Regions from separate parts of the Gossypium hirsutum genome. Here region 1 is linked to region 2. A link is a contact called in public Hi-C data. All regions are on one chromosome and are shown on one strand. Each heading gives the region's core, a stretch centred on a gene start, on an enhancer-like site or on the middle of the called end of the contact. The rest is flanking DNA. Distances are from core to core; before and after follow the strand shown. Region 1 holds the start of LOC107955219. Region 2 holds the start of LOC107905919 (small heat shock protein, chloroplastic).

Region 1 (5,726 bases), core at 1,231-3,730, 340 kb after region 2:
TTGATCTTCGAGCGTTAAGTTTTTTCTATAAACCTTACTGATCAAGCACCTTAGCACGTAGGAACTATTCTCAAGAAGCTTTTTTTGGTTGATCTTCAACCATGAAATGTTCAGCCATCTGCTGCCAAGCAAACAAAAAAATACTCGCCTAAACATGCACATTTTCCTAGACAACATTTGTTTCAAGAAATTTTATAGCTTCAAGAGCAATTACAACTATAATCCCTCCCTACATCTCAGCCTCGGAGGTGTTTGGTTTTAGTCAAGTTTGTCAGTGTAGGTTAGAGTTTAGAAGGTAGACATCCCAGTTATAAAATCATTGCCCCCAGCAGACTGACATTTCAAATCATATCAAACAACACATCCCTAGTGTTTCAACCCCCCCCCCCCCCAAAAAAAAAAAAAACATAGGAAGTTCAACTAAAAACCAGGGCATTTGCTGCAATTACTTGCAAGCCTACAGGGGATGATTGCAAGCATTCAGGCTGAATGTTATGATTTCATCAATTCCGGCTTTTTATTATTTGTACTGTTCTCAATGAAGCATTTGTTTGCTAGGGTACGGTAAGGTTCTGTAACATGATAAAGCTAATGGAGTCAACAAGTAAATAATCGGCAAGATATGAAGCAGCAATTCACCAAGTACTGAAAAGTGAAGTAAACTACAATGAGTCTCTGAATTCACCTAGACTAAATTTCAAATGCAATCACCGTTTCATACATTATTGAGAAACAGATTAACTGATGTAAATCATGTCAACCGGCTGAGTGTACCATCAATCCATACAAAAGTACATAATATTTCAACCATCATTACTCTTTTATAACGAGGGGAAAAACAAAAAAACATTACCGAGGAACCAATTGCATATTTAGGAAAAATCTATTTTTTTTTTCTGTCACGAAGGACCTATTCTGTTGCTTCCACATGTTGTGAAGTTTCACCCTGTTTCAAACTCTCCAGAGCAGAGATTCGCCTATCTAGGGGCTCATGAAGCCTTTTCACCTTGAAACAAAGAGAAAAATGAAAAACATAAGCGCACAACTAAACCCTTGAAATGGCTGCTGCAGGTTAGAATCCATAAAGACATGCGCCTCTTGGGGAAAAATAAAAACAACAATAATAAATACTCATTTTGTAATTATTCTGTTCAGTGGAACATAGGTAACTGCCCATTCTACAACTTTTCTTTTGGTGGTTCATCATTTTCACAAGAAGAAATAGCAACTCATTGGAATAGATCTAATTGGGAGTCTCAAGCATTACAATCTTTTGGTATAAACATGCATCAGATTCAATTATCCCTTCTCCGTACCATCCTATTCCTTCGCAATATTTATCTTATATGCCTTTACTACCGAATAAATTACACCTATAGTTGGTATACTAGTACTTTTGTAAGGCACAACAAAGATCAACCATAGATCAAAAATGTCCAACAAGAAGCAGGGACACCACAAATGCACCCAGAAGAAAACAAAAAATGTGCTGAAAGTATATAAATAGGAATCAACAGGAAAATCCAACCCAAACAATAGGACTGTGGTAATTTCAAAAACTAATAGAAATATTAGAAGTAAAACAAATCCTGTTTACTCTAAAAGGTCTTCAAGGTAACATTTGAGACTTGCAATGTTAACTATGTATGCAGTACAGTTTTTACTAGGTTTTGTATCTGCCTTGTCAAAACCCCCAAAGCATCAAAATTGAGTCTTTCTAATCCAAGATAGCATACTTCTCTCCCCTTGGCCCTTACCAAATAACAACGACTCTTATATTAAGTTCTTAACCCGAGCCAGCTACAATTGGGCTAATTCAGACCGCAAAAGACAACCTTGAGAGATATCTTGTACCCTATCGCGTACTACCAGAACAGAGGAAAATCCACCATATTCTTTCATTTCCATAATAACCATCGACAATCTATATAATTATCAATCATCCAAGCAGCTACATATGCATTGCAATGCCTAATCCATATTTGAAATGCATAGTAAGCAAACATTAATCAGCAGCAGCACTGATCGCATAGAGCAAAAAAAGTCAAATAAAATATCTAAATTCAGTTTCCAACCATTCCTCTACTTATGGATTTCACTATACAAACTCGCAAATGAGCACAAAATATAAAACCCAGAATTAGTCCAAAAATTTCATAAAGAAATTGAAATCTGCCCTATGAGCTACGAAACAAAACAATGCGAAAAAGGAATAGGGGAGTACCTGTTGGGCAATGGATTCATGGGCGACTTTGTAATCCTTGTACAAGATATAGAGACCCAGAAAGGACGCTGTTGCTGCCCCCGTGAAGAATGAAGCCAATCTCACCCTCAATACGTACCCCATCGTTGTCTCGTCAATCTTTCTGCTCCCCTCTTTGTTCCTCCTTTTTTACGCTTTTTTCCTGCTTACAAAGTGGAAACTAATTTCAGGTAAGCAACATAATGGGAATCGACCTCAGGCAAGCCTCTAATGACGTAACGCTGTCGTTTCGAAAACTCCTTGTACTATGTGTAGGTTGTTACTCAGTAAATTTTATTCCTAATTAAATACTGATAATTAGAATTGGTAAGTTAAAATTTACTGTTAATAGTAAATTATGAATTTAATATTTATTCACTCACTAATTTGACCATTTTTAATTCCTATGCTTTCAAATTTGAAATTTTAATTTTGATTAAACAATAGCCATCAAATCCATCAATTAAAATAACGTAATTTAAAAAAGAAATTATAAACTAATACAACATTACACATATGATAATATAATTGTTATATAAGATTTTGACAATAACAAAATTTAACCGTTATTGCTTGGATCATAACTAAAATCTTAAATTTTAAAAAATAAAAAATAAAAATGACCAAATTAAAATATAGAATCTAAATCCGTAACTCAACTGATATCAAATTTTAACTTTTTTTTAACACTATGTTTGCTTGAAAATTTGCAGCCTTCAGTTTTTTACATAATTTTAATTATTTATTACATTTTATTAAAATTTTAATATATTTATTAAAATAATTATAATATCTGAAATTATTTATTTATTAATTAAAATTTATTTTTAAAGATGATTTTTTATTAAATGAAATAATAAATCCATAAAATTGAAACTTAAGTCGAGTTCTTCAATAACAAGATTTCACTTTATTCAATTATAGAAATCTAAATTAACAAGTTATTTCTATCAATGTCTTTTTTACTTAAAAGATAAAAAAATGTAAAATATAACAAAAATAACTATAAAAATACTTGAGAAAGAAGAGGTATTTTTTATTCTTCTACAATTATAGTTAAAAATAAAATATTTTGTATAAAATTCTTGAAAATATTTAAATTTATTAATTTAAAAAAATATATTATAAAGATGAATGTGTTAGGTCAAATTCTAAGTAAGATCCATCTACTATGTTTAACTTTAGAATTTAATATTTACACTTTAATTTAACATAATATGATTACTTTACTTTTATAATATCAATAACTAAACCAAGTAGTTGACACACTCAACGATTTCAATTAAAATATTGAGGCAGAATTTTTTTCTTAGAAATTTCATTTTAACTTATCACAATGAATTTTTTATATTAAAAAGAATTTTTTTTAAAAAAAATTCTATCTGAAGTAATTAAAAATATTAACTATTCCAACTAACTAACCTCACCAAATTATGTTAAATATGAGCATAGTAGAAATGTACCATTATTAATAATGAAAAGAAACAGAGGAGCTGACACAGTCATGGTAAAGAACCCGTTAGGACATTTCCTTTAGATACAGTAGTATAGATTGCATTCTTTGCGGTTTTGATACTGTTTTATACAGCGAGAAAGTTAGTGTTTGCAACATGTGAATTATGACTATTATATTTATAATTACGGTTCTTTTTTGGATATTAATGGGCAAGATACAACATAAGGTTTGGGATATCAAAATAAAGAATATAGTCATTTGAGTTTGACAATTATATACTCCTACTAGTATTAAAAGTACTTGCTTTCCTAGCAAGTACATTAAGACACTTATTTCCCTCGCGGAACACATGCTGCAATTGGTTATACGGAAATGTTCAAAACAATCGTACAATACGGAAATGTTCAAAACAATCGTACAATACTTAATTAAAGCATCAAGCAAAATACTTTTCTTGTTGGATACGGTACCTTAAATATAATATATTCGTTTGTACATTTATATATTTTTTTAAACAGATTGGTTAATAAGATTATTCGTGAATTAAATTAATATCATTTGTATAATGTTCTCATGTGATTTTTATATGTAAAGCAAAATAGAAACAAATATTAGTTTAATAGTTGTCAAATATTTAACTAATATTAAGCGATATTACGTGGTCGGATTATAGTACGGAAAGATAATTTATATTAATAGATGAACATAAGCATGTCCTTAGTCTAATTGGAAATTAGCAAATTGATTGAAAGATTAATATGTCGTCTATCAAATCTAATTAGGGAGATGCTTTGTCTTGGGCAGTAGAGTAGATGATTCTCAGAAGATAGAGACATAGATGTGACTGACTAGATTGACAGTATATCGGACTAGACCCAAGCATAATAGATTTTGAATTTATTTATAGATTTATTCACTTTAACGTTCATAATGTCACCTTCATAATGTTGAGAATATTGTTTACAAAATTTTGTTTGATGGAAGATTTTAATAAAATCAAGCTTACAAATATGAAATGAATGGATTAATATAAACTTTTGGTGAAAAAAATGCAAAAGTATTTGAGAGTATTGTTATGTTTTTTAAAAAATGAATTGTGCCAATGGTGAACAAATTAATCGTTCCCTCCAACCATCATTTCAAAAAAGGAAAATTGCTTACATGACCTTCGGGAAATCACTCAATAAAGACTCATCTCGACCACAATCCTATTTTCTTGTTTTCTCACATTTACCTCTAGCAATTTTGCTATTCTTACAATCTAGTCTATAAATCTTAAATTCTAAATTTTAAATTCCAGCTAATAAACACATCTAGTTAATGATATTAACCTTCTAATGAACCACTAATTCACTATTCTGCCCATTCCTCGAAACCTTCCGGTTTGACTTCTCGATGTGGCTCTATTTAAAAAATCTGGATCAAAATTGAACATCCAAAAATGAGAATGTTACATTCATTCTTCTTTGTCTAATAAAAACTTGGTAGAGATATTATGATGGTAGAGTTCCCTTAAGAAAAAAGATAGTTTGGGGATGAGGTTTAGTTTCTAGATCCAATTCCATTAAGAGTCTTGAAATTCTTTAATTGTGATAGGCCCTTTAATACGACATTTGGTAGAGCTCAAAGAGAAATTTCTATCATTGGAGAGTTTTGATCCGATTCTATCCACACCCTCTTGAGCAATTAAAGAAGGGGTAGCTTAATGGTGTTTTTGATAGATTGAGAAAATTTTAGAAAAATAGGTTATGAAAAACAATTTTTGTTACACAATGAAAATTTAAAATTTTTCATAAAACTTCACATTGATTGTGATATCTATAGTAATAAATTTCACCAAATTTAGCATTTGTGTTTCCAAGCTAGAGAGATTTTTCGAATCCTAGAGCGCTAGCGCCTAAATCCTTTTTACTTTCAACCGAATGATCTTCTCCATTAAACCCTCGAATGCTTAGAGAGTGGGCTCTATTCAAGAATCGAACATAAGATGAACGCTAAGAATTTCTAGTAGGGAAAATCAACTTTCTT
Region 2 (5,281 bases), core at 1,641-4,140:
AAATATTATTTGCATTCATCCTTAAAGCAGAGCAACTTACAAAGACTTTCGTGATGTTATTATTCAAACAATACTTATCTTGTGAATTGGTACAATATGTCATTTGATTTATTTGTGAGAGCTAATCACTCCTTGTGAACTTAACTTGATTAGGTTTGAGCATGGTATTAACATACTTTATACTAGTTCAATCTCAATCCAACCTAAAACATAGGCCTAAATTTTGTCTAAGCCTATCCATATTTGCAAATGGTCAACTCAAGCCTATTTTAGATCAGCTCATATTATTTTTTAATTTTTTAAAAAAAATTATATTATTTAAATTTAATATTTAATAATTTTATATGCTTTTCCATTTACTAAGATTTTATATATATGCGTCTTAATATTTTTTAATGTTAACATTATAATATTATTGATTATTATCTCTTATTTTTTATCTATCACACATTACATAATATAAAAATAATACAATATAATATATTACAAACATAAAAAACATGTCGTATCTGGCCGATATCAAGCCTTAGATGTTGAAGCCTAAGTTCAATTCATATTTTAAACAATCTTATTTTTTAGGCCTAAGTATTATTGATTAAATTCTCTCAAGTTTTAGATTTCCCTTTAAGGTAAAAAGTGAATAGCCCAATTTTTTAACAAAGCTATTTTTGATAAACTCAAACAATTTATACAATTCAAATCATTTAAGATATAAACTTGAATATATTTTATAAGATGTTTAAATTGAATTTCCCAAATTAACTCAAGAAATTAATATAGAAAATTACTCTTACATATGTTAGATCAAAACCTTTCTAAAACAAAGATAGCAGAGTAAACATTTGAAAAGAGAGAATTTCTCAAAGAATTGCTTTATTTTCCATCAATTACTAAATTTTTTTATTAATTAAATTTTCTTTGGAACCGAAAAAAAAACATTAAATCATTTTTTAAAAAAAATACTAAACTGTTAATTTAATCTAAAGTTGTATTCGATAAATTGAAAAATTTAAGAGTTTAAAAAGTGAATTTTGAAGAAAAAAAGTAATGAAAAATTAAAATTTGAATTAAGTTATAAAATTTGTTTAGCATATTACTTAAAATTAAATATTAAGTATAATTAAATTGTTTGATGAAATATAATATAATTTTAAATGAGATAAAATAAAATAAAAATAATTAAATTTATTTTCTATTAAATGATAAGTAAAGTCTTTATCTTCTTATATTTTTTTACATTTTTTAAAACAATTTTATATTGACTAAAAAATTAAATTATTAAAAATATTAATTTTTAATTAAATTGATTTTTTCTAAAACACTTCATGGATATTTAATAAAATTTACAAATTTGATCAAATAATTTAAATATTTTAATTGAATTTTAATTTCGTAAAAATAATAAAAACGATTAATTATATTTAGATTTAGGTGTTAATAGATATCGTACACTTAACATAAATTTTGTATTTATTACACATAAAATATAGGTGATCAGTTGAAGCTTTTGGTAATAGTCAATGATGAGATGACCGTTGGTAAGTGGATATGGTTTTACATTTCTATCAATTTCCCTAGGATAATGTGCCCTTAATTTTCAAGCCTTAAACCAATTAAGCTTTCCAGTCAGTACAACAGCAAACACAACCCTCGGTTGATGATGATTGCTGGAAATGGAAAAATATATTATTTCCCCTTATCATTCACAACCATATCTACAGCTTTATGCAAAATACTAAGAGATTAAGAGTACATAACCGAGATAAAAGATTTAAAAAAAAAAACAAAAACACTTGAAACATTCTATTTTACTGAATTTGAACATCCATAACCTTGCGCTCAACTTTAGACTTGGGAATGGAGATGAAGAGAATTCCATTCTTCAGCTCAGCCTTGATCTTATCTTTCTCACAGTTGTCGGGTAACTGGAGACGAGTATCATAGGAACTGTAGCTTCTATTTGTCCAGGAATCATCTTCCCCCTCTTGTTCCTTTTTGTGCTCTCCTTTAATAACCAGAATATCGTCCTCTACCGAAACCTTCACATCCTCTTTCGCCAGTCCAGGCATGTCGAATCGCATTTTGATCTCTTGTTCATCGTCTTTGATATCCCACGGTGCACGCAACTGTCCTCCTGTTCGGCTCCTGCTGCCCGGTAATATCATGGCATCTTCGAATATCCGGTCCATTGCGTCCAGCATTTGACGCATTGATCTCATCGGAGACAAGGGGTCCAACAAACCTGTCAAGTGTCATCAACGATCACGTTACGATAGTGTGAAAATGGATGATGAATGGTACGTACCCAAAATGCAAATACTTACCAAAAGGAGAGACATCGACAGCCAACCTTCTAGGCCTCTTCTCGACAACTGTGCCTTTGTTGTCTTTGTTGACATGCACGTCCACTGACGTATCTTTGTTATTATCCCCAACAGCCTGTGCCCTTACAAGAGAGAGTCGCCTAATGCAGGGATTCTTGGATGGAAAAGATACAGAGAATGGCGTTACAGCTTTAATGGAACAAGAAGGCTTAGGTCTGTTTAATACCAATGGAGAAGATGAGCAACACAAACTTGAAGCCGCCATTTTTATATTAAACGCAAAAGACTTCAAGAATTGAGAGCTTTGTGTATTTGTGTTCGCCGATGATTGCTGATTCGAGGTGGTGAAGGGGGGGAGAATATATGTATATATAGGTGAAAGGAGAGCAAGAAGGGAAGTTTGTAGAGGGATCTTGAAAGGTGGGAGAGGATAATGAAGGTTCTGGACCCAAACACTTGGACCTATCCTTATTTGCAAACCCTATTTGGCCTTTTCTAGCCCTTCGGGAAGCATCCACGATTTGCTTCTTATTGGCCAAGATCAATGATATCTTTTATATTGACGCTGTTTCCTTTTCCCCTACATCGATATGTTTTATATAATATATTCAACGATCTAAATTTTTTTAAAAAATGTTAATTTTATTTTTTAGAGAAAAATAAAAAATGTTAATTTTAATTGCATAATCTATGGGACAGTTGAAATTTTAAATATATAAAAATTTATGAAAATAAATAAAAATATTTTAATTTTATTATAAGGTTAAGAATAAGAGTATTTATCTCCTTCAAAAGTTTGACATCTATGTTGTGGTTCAAGTGGCTTAAAATGAACAAGTGATTTAATCGGGAGATTTAAAATTATTTAGGTGGGGTTGTAAAAAACTTATAGGTTTAACTTATAAATAGGTATTTAAGTTACATATTTTTATTAGTATTTAAATTACCACTCTCTTTTTTTTGTAATAAATGGTATTTAAATTACTTTTTTTTAAAAATAATACTTTTGTTAGTACAACAATTAATCAAGTCGTTAAGCTTATTCTAAGAAAATGGCTTAACATATAAATTGTCACCTAAATTATGTCTTCTTTTTTTTAGTACCTAAACATTTTAAGGTAAAATATAGTGACAAAATTTGGCAAATATGTCGATTTTAAAGAAAATTTAGAGATTTAGGCAAGTTTTTTTGAAAATAAGAAAAATAGGTTGTTTTAAGAGAGAGAAGTGCCATTTTTTTTTAAAAGAAAATTATTGTACACTGTTGGGACCAATAGTAACTTTTTTTCTCCAATGGTATTTTTTTTCTATATAAACCTTGCCTATTTTCAATTTCTTTTATCCAATTCTATTCTCTCAATTCTCTGAACTATTTTACTTTCAAATTTTTTGTTCAATTTCTCTTAAATTCTTCTTCTCTCAATTTTCTATTTTGTAATTTCTTTGACTTTATTTTATTTTCATAATTTAAATTTTTTAAAAATGCCAAGCCTCTAATTTATTTGGATCAAAAACACATTTTCGATGTTCAATTTCAAATGGTCAGAAAATATTGTTACATTTTTTTATTTTAATAAATATAATTATTAAGTTGTTAATATTATTTTTTAATTTTTTTATGTTTATATAATAGAACGAAAATTGGATTATCGAGACATATATACACAATTTATGTACGAGGGCACTGCATGTAATTGAACAACACTTGGAAGAGACAAGATTCTTGCACGTGTCCCGTATGCTCGATGGGACTAAATTGAAGCATGCACTTATCAGTACTTTGCTGGAAAGATGGGAATCTAAGACACACGCATTCTATCTTCCATGTAGTGAGTGTATGATTACACTCGATAATGTGGCATTACAACTTGATTTACTAGTTGATGGGTTAGTCGTTATAGGGGTAATCCGCGTTAGCGATTGGAGCGCAATTTGCCACCAACTATTAGGCAAAATGTCGGACAAGTTTAGTGGTAGTCGAATAGAAATGAAATGGTTAAAAGACAATTTCTCACATCTCAACAACTCTTTTAGTGCGGTTGAAAGGTAACAATACACTCGAGCATTCATACTAAGGTTGATCGGTGGTCTTCTAATGCCAAGTAAATCTTTAAATCTGGTACATTTAAGTTGACTTCTACAAATAATCGACTTAAAAGAAGTCGAGCGACTTAGTTGGGGATCAGTTGTCTTGGCTACATTGTACTGAGATATTGTCGGGGAATTGAAGCACAGAAAATTAAAATCGGTGGTTGTATACTCCTTCATTCATAAGCAAGATATCACATACCATTTTTATGTCCCCGAGTAACCTTCCCTTATCAATTCCCACTCATAATAAGGTAAGATTCATTTAATAATATAATTATCACATTATTTTATTATTATTATATATTTGAAATAACATATTACTTGAATTGGTGGAACAATGACTCGAGTCGTGTGGGTATATTGAACAAGCTTGAAGATATTCGGTTATTATTAGATTAATAGCCAGAAATAGGGTTTGTTTTTTAATTATTCAATTAAATAATAATTGTATAAGGGTTTGAAATTTAATATTAGGTACATGATAAAATTTATAATTTTGTACTGTAGTTTGAATGAACATCATACTTTGATCCGAGACTTTAAGAATGTATCTCGGCCGAATTTTTGATGAATTGCAATATTTGGCATGTCAAAGTGCAATTGATAGTTTTTGCAATGGTAGAGAAGCATGAATCTGATCAAGTGATGCGACAGTTTGAATTTGTGCAAAATATTTTACACTCACCCTAGGAGCTCGATGAACTTCACAAGATTGACTTTTGAGGGAGAAACAATGAAGATTGGCCTAAATTCTATGCCAAGTATATCTACATCTTGGAACATAGGTATGATTTCATACCTATGTGTGAACCAATTGTCCGATTGGATTTGGTGACATCTTTGGATTACATGACATGGTTTAGACT

What was found. Hi-C and Micro-C count contacts between places; a contact is called where the count stands out from the background.
Region 1: a contact with region 2 is called in a Hi-C map of leaf, with 2.2 times the contacts expected there. The contact joins the promoter of LOC107955219 here to the promoter of LOC107905919 in region 2. A contact is called at or near these places in 3 of 34 Hi-C or Micro-C datasets (callus and leaf).

Annotation. Positions count from the first base shown.
Region 1 is chrA08:89,658,480-89,664,205 of Gossypium_hirsutum_v2.1, forward strand. It overlaps LOC107955219, which reads right to left and starts at 2,481. Exons shown (of 2, transcript XM_016890951.2): 1 at 2,225-2,481; 2 at 898-1,006. The coding sequence starts at 2,347. The coding sequence ends at 911.
Region 2 is chrA08:89,315,415-89,320,695 of Gossypium_hirsutum_v2.1, forward strand. It overlaps LOC107905919 (small heat shock protein, chloroplastic), which reads right to left and starts at 2,891. Exons shown (of 2, transcript XM_016832717.2): 1 at 2,325-2,891; 2 at 1,665-2,242. The coding sequence starts at 2,589. The coding sequence ends at 1,809.